Linked DNA regions of Zea mays: all the other regions are linked to region 1. A link is a contact called in public Hi-C data. All regions are on one chromosome and are shown on one strand. Each heading gives the region's core, a stretch centred on a gene start, on an enhancer-like site or on the middle of the called end of the contact. The rest is flanking DNA. Distances are from core to core; before and after follow the strand shown.

Region 1 (3,725 bases), core at 867-3,366:
TGTTCTTGGACCACCTCGTCCACAGCATGAACTCGAGCGCGGCGACGGCGACGAGGAGGACGGCCAGGCTGAAGCCGTATCCGATCTTCCATGAGCTGTCGGCGCCGCCGACGTGGATCCCGAGCACGATGTTGACGGCGGCGAAGAAGAGCGCCAGCCTGCCCGCCCAGTGGTGGTACCAGTTCCAGTACTTGCGGTACTTGGAGTCGGCGCTGGGGCGCAGGAAGAAGGCCAGCACCTGCAGGATGCCGAGGAAGAGGACGAAGACGCCGAGCCCCCTGTGCGCGGGGATGTCGGCCTGGATCTTGTTGTACAGCGCCACCCCGGCGACGACGCCGGCCAGGCCGATGATGAAGCCGGCGAGCTGGACGCCCACGTGGAGGTAGAACCAGAGCGGGTCCATCCGCCGGAAGTAGCGCGCCAGGATGGCGCCGATGGGCAGCAGGACTCCCCACGCGAACACGTTCAGCGCGCCGTGCGCACGCCGCAGGCCGTATGGGAAGGACCCGTCCACCGAAGCTCTGCCTGCAGTTCAAGTGGTTTTCGATGTCAACCGACGGTCGGATTGGCCACTAAAATGTGTCATTCAGCCGACTGCTGTACCGTACCGTACGTACCCGTTGTGAAATCGAAGGTGAAGGAGGTCTTGTCCTGGTGCCTGGTGAGCCTGTTCTTGACGGGGATGCTGTTGCCGAAGGCCATGACGATGTGCTGGTGGGTGAGGCGGTAGGAGAACCTGAGCTGGAAGGCGAGGTAGATCTTGGCCTGCTGCACCACGACAGTGTGGTCGTGGTCGTTGGAAACGAGGAAGCCACGGTCGACCACCACCTTGGAGCTGCTCTTGCCCCGCAGCGCGAACTGCCGGACGTGGGGGAGCCCCTTCTTGCCGATCCACCCCACCATGGCGCTGGAGCCGACCATGAGGCCGTCCCTGGAGAACCCCATGCCCACCCACCCCGTGCTGTACATCGTGGACAGCACCACCCGCAGCACGTTGTCCTTGTCCTGGTGGTACTGAAAATTGCAATTGCAATGGATGGATACATGAGGAGATGGTTTGGTTCATACGTCAGTCAGAAATGCTGCATGCAGATGTACTCTATGCTGTGCTTGCTATATAGATTGTCCACAGTTCATCACAACAATCTGGATGGATAGTCGAAATATAATGCTACTAACAGCTACAGCCGAGGATCTTTTTTTTAACTATTGCATTACTCTCTTTGTCGTGCTTGATGATAGATAGGTAGATCAATAATGCAATTGCACGTTGCCTGTTGGTCCCCTTTATCTGAACTGTACGCTTTCAGCTCTATTGGCTCTGCTACTGTGCTACCTCCAAAACGGATTCTGATTTCTGATCCTGAGGATTTCCGCATTGCAGGTTGCTGCCTAGAATGCTGCGTCGTTTAGCTAGAAATCCCTTACCAGCTATCGATTTATTACAGCCGCTGGAAAGGCTTTGCTATGCTGAAAGTTCAACAAGCAACAACGCAAGCAGAGCATCTGAGTGGCAATCTCGCCTGCAGCCTGCAGGCAACAAGATCCACCCACCCCTGGCTGTTCTCGCGAGATCCCAAGCCCCAGAAACCGAACCACTGGCGCTGCACCGAACAGCAACAGAAAGCAGCAAGGCGGACTGCGGAGTGCGGACAGGCATGGCGACGGCGCGCGCGTGCACTGCACGTACGTACCCGGAGCACGAAGTTGTTCCAGACCGGCTGGCAGGCCAGGCCGGAGTAGTTGGCGGCGAGCACGGGTGGGAGGTCGCCGCTGCAGGTCTCCATCTGCGCCGTCGCCACCGACGCTGCCACGCCGAGCACGACGAGCAGCGCCGCGGCCACCGACGCCGCCGCACGCGCCATGTCACCCGTTCCTAGCTAGGTCGCTGCCTGCAGGCTGCAGCCCCGGCGACGACGACGACGCGAGACAACTGGTGCACGGACTACGGGGCTCGGCCGCGGGTTGCTGGGGAGTTTAGGGAGGAGGGAGGGAGGGACCGAGATTGTTGGGAAGTTGCGGTCAGTGTGAGTTGGTGGTGCGAAAGTTTTCTTTTTATCCTCGCCTTCTTCTATTCCTCGATGCGTTTGCGTTGGGTTGGCGATCTCACTGGGTGGGTGATGTGTCGCTAGTGGTGCATCTCGGAGCCCAGCCAGCTTATGATTGGTGCCTGTGAAGCAACGGTTGGTGCCGCCGCTGGGTTGGGTGTCCCTCTCGGCCGTGTCTGCGTCACAGTGGCATGCCGGCTCCAGATCTGGAAGCGGTTCAAGTGGTGACCGTGTCCTGGTCCGGTGGAGTGCAAAGGCCGCGAAAGGAAGGGGAGGAAAAAGAGCACTCGCGCACCCACTCGTGTACTGCTGGAAACATGTGGGTTTCCTGGAGTGAGAAGCGAAGGGTGTGGGAATGAAGAGTGTGTAGTGGAAGATCAGGTGATAAACATTTTGGTTGCTTCAGCTGTGAAAAAATTGTAGGGAAGTAATAGTACATAATGGTGTACGGGGCCAACTTTCTTGGAGGTGAAAAAGTGATGGCGTCAATAGGCGTGGAAATTTGGCTCGGGCTCGACGAGACGGCTCGGGTTCGACTCGCGAGCCAAAACGAGTCCGAGATGACGCCTGTTTTTACGGCTCGTCAGAACTGCGAGCCGAGCCGGTTCGGTCTAGCTCGCGAGCCGAGCTAACAACGTCGAGTATATTATTATTATTATTATTATTATTATTATTATTATTATTATTATTATTATTATTATTATTATTATTATTATTATTATTATTATTATTATGTTTTAAACTATTTTAATGAAATTCTTGAATTTAATACGTGATACACTTATATTGTAGTCTAAAAATATAGTATACATAATTTTTTTATCTTATATATAATAAAAAATATATAATTTATACTCTAAACATGATTTAGTGTGAGACTTGCAAGCTGGCTCGAGCTGGCTCGCGAGCCGTTACCAAGCCGAGCTGAGCCTCTCGGTCAGGCTTGCAACATGACCGATCCGAGCCTGGCTCGCCTCGCAACTGCACCGAGCCGGGCTCGGCTCAGCTCGTTTTCAGCCCAGGCGTCAACTCGATCGGCTACCAGACACGGTTCTGAATCTCGCAGAGAGCAACTCCAAGAGTTTAGGTATAATCTTAACTAAATTTAGACTTTTATGTGGTCGCTGAAAAATAGAAAATAGAAAGCTTCTCAAATGGTAAGATAAACTAGCAGACTCTCTAAATCTTGTTTTCTTCCCTCCAACTCGTATTTCTGCTCAAACAAACTGTAGGAAAACTTGTCATCTCCGCTCCTCACCTCTTCTTCTACCTCCACAGTTGCAATGAGAGCTGACCAGTACATGTGATGGAAGGACACGTAATCACATACGGAGGAAAAGGTAGCAGACAAAATAAACTCGTTTTTGACATTTCATCGAGTACCTTGGGGACATTCGAGCCATTTGGACGATGTGCTCCAAGAACTTGCCGAGCATAAACGCCTAGAGCAAGCACCAGTACTGAGAGATGCTCGAGAAAAAGCACATGTAGATGCTATCGTAACCAGCCAAGAGGAGGATGTCCTACAGGTCGCTCCGGGAGCACCGCCTCTGCCATTGCCCCCTCGTTCTTGTCCCCTCGCTAGTCGTGGGCTCGTGGCATCCGTCGTTCTTCAGTCCATTCCCCTTGTCGCCTGTGCCGCGGTAGGCGATGACAAACTAGCCCCACTACTGTCGG
Region 2 (3,725 bases), core at 773-3,272, 160 kb after region 1:
CCTAGACCTTTTATCTTTAAACTAGATGGCTGCAAAAATGTGTTGTCTATGTATTTGTGTATCCGGTGTCATTTGCTAAACAAGATGTACTATATTTCATAATTGTAATTGTATGTTGTTGCTCGTAATTCATGTGGTCTGTTTGCTGTTGCTCAGTTCGAAGACTCCTTCCTCTATCAGAATTTGCCACTTTAATAATACATTGTTCAGTTTATTATACAATATAGTTCTACAAGGACATGTGTATTCGAGAATAGTACATCACCCGATAGGGCGCTGCACTTTTCTAGTTGAGTTCATAACTGAGCATATTATTCATAGATTCGTCATTCTACAGACTTTGACTACAGACTAGGGAGCTTCTTTTATGTCAAAGGAGGTATGTGAGTTTGCTAAATTATATAGAATTAAATTGCTCAATTCATCTCCATATTATGCTCAGGCCAATGGGCATGCCGAGTCTAGTAATAGAATATTGATTAACCTGATAAAAAGAAGATATCTGATCATCCTAAGCATTGACATAAGATTTTGTCTGAAGCTTTATGGGCTCACAGAATATCTAAACACCGGGCCACTAAAGTATCTCCGTTTGAGCTTGTCTATGGGCAGGAAGCAGTGGTGCCTATAGAAATAAGTTTAAATGCTGCCAGGTTCGCCAAGCAAAATGATGTAACTGTCGGTGATTATTATAATTCAATGATGGACAATATTGATAAAGTGACCAACAAGAGAGTGACAACCTTAGGAGAAATAGAAAAGGACAGGATCATGGTCGCCAAAGCTTACAACAAGAAAGTCAAGGCTAAATCGTTTCAGGTAGGGGACCTGGTATGGAAGACTGTCTTGCCTCTAAGGAGCAAAGATCGATTGGGAAGTGGTCGCCAAGCTGGGAAGGCCCTTACAAGGTTACACAGGTGATGTCCGGTAACGCCTACTTGTTGCAAACACTACAAGGCAAAGACTTGCCCAAGGCATTAAACAGGCGTTTCCTCAAGCAGTATCATCCTAGTATGTGGCAAGATGCTTAAGAAAACCGATGTGATCACATCGAGTTAGTTGCTTTTGGTTCGCTCAGCTCCGCTAAAAGGCAGGGGGCATATGTTGGGCGCCAAAACCGACCGGGCGGATGATCCGCACTGGTGGCGTGGACGGTCCACGCGCGCACAGGATCAATTTGGGTTCCGAGTTTCTTACAGGATTGGTTAGCTAGATCCGCGGAATTAGCTCGGGAAATCACGTGTAACGGGTCCAGACCTCCCCTATATATATATATATATATATATATATATATATATATATATATATATATATATATATATATATATATATGTGGAGGGCTACGATAGATTGAATCATTAACAATCGAATCAATCATCAATATATTTCTCGTTTTATCCTGTACATTTGGAGTAGTTCTAATTTAGCTTTAGTTTAGCCCTTCTCTATCCCAAATTCTCCACTTCTCTTCGGCTCTACGTCGATTAGAGGTGTCTAGGGTGGCTTGCCGACCCTAGACAAGGTCTAGAATCTCTCCTCCCCGACAGGGTCCCTCCCGGGAGCGAGATACAGGCGTTGTCGGCGAACACCGCCGCCCCTGCGCACGCGCAGACCGTCCAGCCCGTCAGGCAGGAACCTGAGCCCTACGACAGGTTGTGGATCGTCCGACCCCTGGCCGCAGACCGTCCGTGTCTCCGCAGAGAGCACCGCCGCCGGTTCTCAACGCAGTGATTGACGTCTGGATCAACACCAACATACAGATTCTTTGTGTATTAGAGAGAAGCCATTGGAAATTGTACTATATTGTCGTAACAATTTATCGATTTTGACACCTTTAAGCTGGATGGCAAAACATTGCCCGAACTTGATAGCTAATTTGGTGCTCTAGATGATGAGGATATTGTAACTTGCCTTGTGTATCTTTGGGCATAGAATTGTGTCCTCGTTTAGAACGCAAAAAATGTATAGAAATTGTACACAGAGTTTAGAAGTTTTATTTATAGAAAAATCATACGTTCCAAAGTCCAAACAGAGCTGAATTACTGGTATTTTTCAGGTTCTTACAAGTAAACTTTACTGAACTAAACACATATTTCAAACTAAATTCAGGAGATCAAATTTACAGAAACTTCACCAAAATTACGCCGGTACGCCAGACGCCACGCCCATTTCTTCTCCACGAAGCCTTTGAAGTCCCAAATCAACTCCCGCAGACGCCTCCAAACACCCAGACCAGACCACCGTCGGCCGTCGCTAGCCTGCGCAACATCTCCAGGTCCAGGGTCCAGGCCACAGCTCGAGCCCGACGACCGACGCCTAGACGCGGCTGGGCGGTCGGCCTCGCCTCGTCTCCCCCCTCCACGCCTCCTTTCTCCTGCTCCGCGTCTCGATCTCGCCTCCCCCGCCGCGTGGCGCGACCCGGCCAGGTATCGCCCACCCTGCGCTGCGGCCATGGATAACTTGATCACCCTCGTCAACAAGCTGCAGAGGGCCTGCACGGCTCTCGGAGACCACGGAGAGGAGAGTGCACTCCCGACGCTCTGGGACTCGCTGCCGGCCATCGCCGTCGTTGGAGGACAGGTGCCCGTCTTCCCTTCTATGGCACGCTTTTTTGTGTTGGTTCTGATCGGATCTGGTGCTGTCACCCCAGCTTCGTGGGGGTGGATCTCGCGGGTTGCTGGTGGTGGAACCGCGATGGTTAGTTGTTGATGCGGCCTGGCGCTGCTTGGATCTGCAATTTCTCGGAGTCCAGGAAGTTAGATTTTGGTCACTTACATTTTTGAATCCGAAGCAGTTTTGATGCGCCCAGCCGCTCGCGTGATTGCTTAATCTCTGAGTCTTGGACTTCCGTCTGGTTGGGAAGCTAGTCACTAGTGTGAGCAAGTAGGGATGCGAGTATGCTCATGTGATGTTTCCGTGATAAATATCGTAGTTCGATGCTATTCCTCAAACTGGACTGTTGTTTTCATGAACATATATAAGCTCGTTTCGATCTCTTCATGCATAATTCAAACAATGCCGTAGTTTGACGTTTGAATTTTGCTGACAGAGCTCTGGTAAATCCTCTGTGTTGGAGAGCGTGGTTGGGAAGGATTTCTTACCGAGGGGTTCAGGTATTGTTTTGGCAAGAAGTATCTCCTGTGAAGTCCAGTTCTATCTTCTAGAATTAGGTGTTCTGATATGTTAGTATTGTGATTGGAACGGTATCTGCAGGCATTGTAACCCGGCGGCCGCTGGTACTGCAGCTCCACAGAATTGATGGTGACAGGGAATACGCCGAGTTTATGCACCTTCCAAGAAAGAGATTTACAGATTTTGGTAATTCATCTGCTCCTTTTTCCTTTGGGAGCTGCATGGTTCATGACTGATGAGATATAATTATATCAAATTACATTGTCACCTATGGTTGAGGACTGCTCTATAGTTGAATTTCATGATGCTCATTGAAACATCCTTTTTATATTATTGCATTAGTTATGCTACTGTACTAGCTTCTGGTTTGCTGTATTTTCCTTAAACATGAACTAACACTCACACTTGTTTTGTGGGAAATGGTCTTCAATGGTAAACCAGACTTGTCTGAATTTTAAACTGTAAACTCAATTTATCCAAATGGTATTTGGTACACAATGATAGTTGTATTCTTGCAGCTGCCGTGAGGAAGGAGATAGCTGATGAAACCGACAGAGAAACAGGCCGTTCAAAGCAAATATCACCTGTCCCTA
Region 3 (3,725 bases), core at 564-3,063, 130 kb before region 1:
GACGGACGGATGCGGCGCGGAGAGCAAAAGCTGGGCGCCCGCAACCGCAACAAAAGCTGCTGCCGCTGCGGATGCCCACAGGAAAAAAAATTGTGGACATGCGAGGTGGACCGTTGGATGCACCCTTCCACTATAATTAGCCCTTCTCCTCGCCGCGCCGCGCCACCACGTACGACCGCGGCTCGGTGGCGGGGTAAAAGCGGAAGAGGAAAAACGGCAAGAAAACGAAGTGGAAGACGCCCTAGAGATCGAGGAAGAGCCCAAGAGGTGGGCGTGGGAGTAAAGACGGCAGCCGTACCTGAGCGGGTTGGGGAGGGCCCCGCGGCCGTGGTGCGCGTCGCTGGCGCCGGAGCGCGGCGGGCGAGGCGTGGCGTAGCGGAGGTTGGACCCGCGGGCGTAGGGCGCTGCGCTCGGCGGCGGCATCAGATTGTCCGCCGCCGGCGACGATGAGCGGCGCGGTATCTTGCCGCCCGCCTGCCGCCGCTGCGGCGACGCGGACGCGCAGTCGCGGCGGCAGCGCATGCGCTTGTTCTGTCCCCACCGGAGCAGCAATTCGCGGGCCCCGGTGGAGCTCGGGGAGGCGGGATCGGAGTGGTCGGAGCAGTGGCCGTGGCCGTGGTCGCGCGCGGGGCTCCTGTTCGCGGCGACGGCTGCGGTGGGCGCCGAGTTAGGAGCCGTCGGCTGTGGCTGCGGTGCGCGAGCGCGCGGCTTGGGCTCGAGCGACGTCGAGGCTAGGAACGCCGCGATGCGGGAGCTGTCGGTGGCGACGGCCGGTGCCACGTCATCCTTGCTCGATCTGGGGGCCGGCGACACCGGCGCTGCAGGCTTCTTGCTCGCGCCGCTGCCGCTGCCATTGGGCAGCGGGAGGCCATCTGGGCTGAGCCTCGGGTATCTGCAGGGGAATCAATCAGACGGAATTCGAGTCAGCGACTGGATCGAGGAAGAGTAAGGTCCAGCACCTGGAGTCATGGATGAAAAGATGTGCAAAATCTCGTCTTCCTGCGTGAATTTGCAACCGCAGAAAACCAGAACGCTCGCAAACCGCAGCAGGACTCCACGTTAAACGAACGGTTCAGAGATCTGTGCAGAGAAATAATCATCCCAGAAAGCCGAGCGGATAATTCAGAACGAAAACCTGCAATCTATGGAGAACCGAACCGAGACCAGCGAAGAACCAACCAGCACAGGTGGGCGGGTGAGACACAGGCTGCGAGACGCGAGAACAACTGGCCTGCCCGCAGATCAAACGGCGCCTCGAAGAGCTTGCGAAGAGAACAGCAGAGAAGGGCCGCGAACACGGCACGAAAGGGAGAAACTTGTTCGAATCAGCCCCGCAGGAGCCGGCAACAACCACTGACTGCGGAAACGAGAGCGCAAATTCGCGGCTTTGGTCTCAGGAAAGAACACCGACGAACACAACGCTGCAGCTGCAGCTGCAGCGGCAGGCGAACGGGATTGGTGGTGGATTCGCGTACCTCGTCATGTCCAACGCCGACGCGGCCTTGGACGGGCTCGACGAGGCCACCACGTCCCGAGCAACCACGACGGCGTCCGCGGAGCCGCGCATCGATTCGGCGCCCTCCTCTACTCCTCCACCGGTTCTGCTTCTACAATCGCCGGTGCGGCCTCCCTCCTCTCCCGGCTCGGCGTTTCGCTCTACAGATCACCCACCTCGGCCGGCCAGACCGACAAGAGACGGCAGGGAACGAAGGTTCTGTTGCGAAATCTGGTGAGGCGGAGAACGCACAGCAATGGCGAGGAGGAGGAGGAGCAGAGCCAGCCTGAAGGGCCGAGGCTTTATCATTTCCACTCTACCGGCAACGCCCTCCACTCTTCCGCACCTTTTCTCGCCCTGCGAGGCCGTGGCACTCTTGTGGTAAACGCCGACGCTGATGGGCATTTCCGTAATCCCAGCGCAGAGGCATAGGTGCGTGATTTAGCTCGAAGTTCCATGGGATTTGCACAAGCGAACCCGTTCGTCTCCTAGACCTGCACGCTGCACTGCAACTGCAAGCAAGCGTTAAGATTTGAGTTGAGACACATAAACGCCGGATGCCCACCGTAGCAAAGCACTAGCAGCAGCAGACACCACGTCACTCGGAGACAGGCAGGTGGGCCTTCCCTGCAGTCCAGATAAGCCAAACGGCAGCCCTCGTTTAGCTTACGGCCGTGATCTGATCACTCCAGAGGTGGACGGCGATTACTGCTCCAAAACTCGGCAACAACTGGGCGGGCACTGCCCTCTCCGGGCCACCTAACCGACTGGGACTCACTGACGTGTGGGGTCATCGGATGCGTCTTGGCTTGGGGAAAGAGGAAAGGATGTTGGCCACGGGATTCTTGACGGACGGGCGGATTCGATGTGGATGCGCGCGTCCACCGGCCTGCATTTTTTTTGCATTTTGACCCTTTCTCGGAAAAAAATCACGTTTAGACCCTAAAAAATTTTAATGTCATTTTTGTACCCTTTGCTCGGCGCCATAGGCTATGGCGCCGAGGTAACACAGCTCGGCGCCATAAGCTATGACGCCGAGGTACGTGCTGCGCTGGCATAACTCGGACGTCGTGGCGCCGACTTGGCACCAAGCTCGGCGCCATAGATTTTGGCGCCGAGCTCAATTATAACCACAAAACTCGTCTAGCTTAGTTGATAGATAGTAAGACTCATAACCTGTGGTTGTGGGTTCGATCCCCATGATAGATGTGTAGTATTTTTGTCTTTATCACTGATTTGTTTTTTTTTCTAGATTTTTCATTTTTATGTAGATTTGTTCGTACAGATTTTTTTTCTTTTCTAGATTTTTGTTTTTGTGATTGATTTGTTTATTCGTTCAAATATTATTTTTTATCCGCCGCTGGTGCTCTGCTGCTCGCCTGCCGGCGGCGCTGTCGTGAGAGGCACCGGCGCCGTCCGATGCCCACATCATGAGGGCCAGGACGACCAACGGCTCCACGCACGAGCACGGCCCTAGCTTCTGACCAACTGCCATGCTCTTTACGTCTTTGCAGTGCTACACGCCGGGGATCCGAAAGGAGGCTGCTGCGCTTGACTGTGGATATATATATATATATATATATATATATATATATATATATATATATATATATATATATATATATATATATATATATATATATATATATATATATATAGTATATGTATTTAGAGCCCTAGGCTCTATTTAACTATAGGAAGCCCCGACCACGTACCGACCAGGTGCGCGACCGCACCGGACCCTTTTTGGCTTATTGTACCTAACTGCTTACGCCAAAATATAATACGAGTTATGCTGATGTGTGTATCAGTTTATGCAAATATAGTCTGCGCATATTACGTGCATCGGGCCCACGATCCGGCCCACGCCACCACTATAAAAACACCCCCACGCCGCCAGGAATTAGGTTTTAGCGGCGGCGGTGATCCTGGGGGCCAGCAGCGGTGTCACCTCGAGGCAGGCGACCGACGGCGGCGCTCCACCAGGAACGAGCGACAACGACGCTCCGAGGCAGGCGAGCAAGCGGTGACGGCGCTCTTGAAGCGGACGGACGACGGCAGCGCACCCTAGGCCCGGTGACAACGGCGGTTGTCCCGTCCGTCTCTGCGATGGCCACCGCCACCGCCACTCCAGCATCTGTGGCGCGACGATGGATCTGGGGACACGCTCGCGACGGCGGATCCCTGAGGCGCGACGGCGGATCTGGGGACACGCTCGCGATGGCGGATT

What was found. Hi-C and Micro-C count contacts between places; a contact is called where the count stands out from the background.
Region 2: a Hi-C map of leaf shows a contact between it and region 1, with 5 times the contacts expected there. The contact joins the promoter of LOC103635310 here to the promoter of LOC100856943 in region 1. A contact is called at or near these places in 10 of 25 Hi-C or Micro-C datasets (bundle sheath, ear, endosperm and 4 more) and 1 of 3 datasets of contacts at active chromatin or transcription factors (leaf).
Region 3: a Hi-C map of endosperm shows a contact between it and region 1, with 3 times the contacts expected there. The contact joins the promoter of LOC100278401 here to the promoter of LOC100856943 in region 1. A contact is called at or near these places in 10 of 25 Hi-C or Micro-C datasets (bundle sheath, ear, endosperm and 3 more).

What each region holds. Positions count from the first base shown.
Region 1 is chr8:68,100,557-68,104,281 of Zm-B73-REFERENCE-NAM-5.0, reverse strand. It overlaps LOC100856943 (dopamine beta-monooxygenase), which reads right to left and starts at 2,116. Exons shown (of 3, transcript NM_001254829.2): 1 at 1,695-2,116; 2 at 618-1,014; 3 at 1-525. The coding sequence starts at 1,865.
Region 2 is chr8:67,940,910-67,944,634 of Zm-B73-REFERENCE-NAM-5.0, reverse strand. It overlaps LOC103635310 (dynamin-related protein 5A), which reads left to right and starts at 2,022. Exons shown (of 16, transcript XM_008657794.3): 1 at 2,022-2,580; 2 at 3,050-3,113; 3 at 3,214-3,318; 4 at 3,651-3,725. The coding sequence starts at 2,452.
Region 3 is chr8:68,234,354-68,238,078 of Zm-B73-REFERENCE-NAM-5.0, reverse strand. LOC100278401 reads right to left here and starts at 1,813. Exons shown (of 5, transcript NM_001361336.1): 1 at 1,476-1,813; 2 at 299-892. The coding sequence starts at 1,567.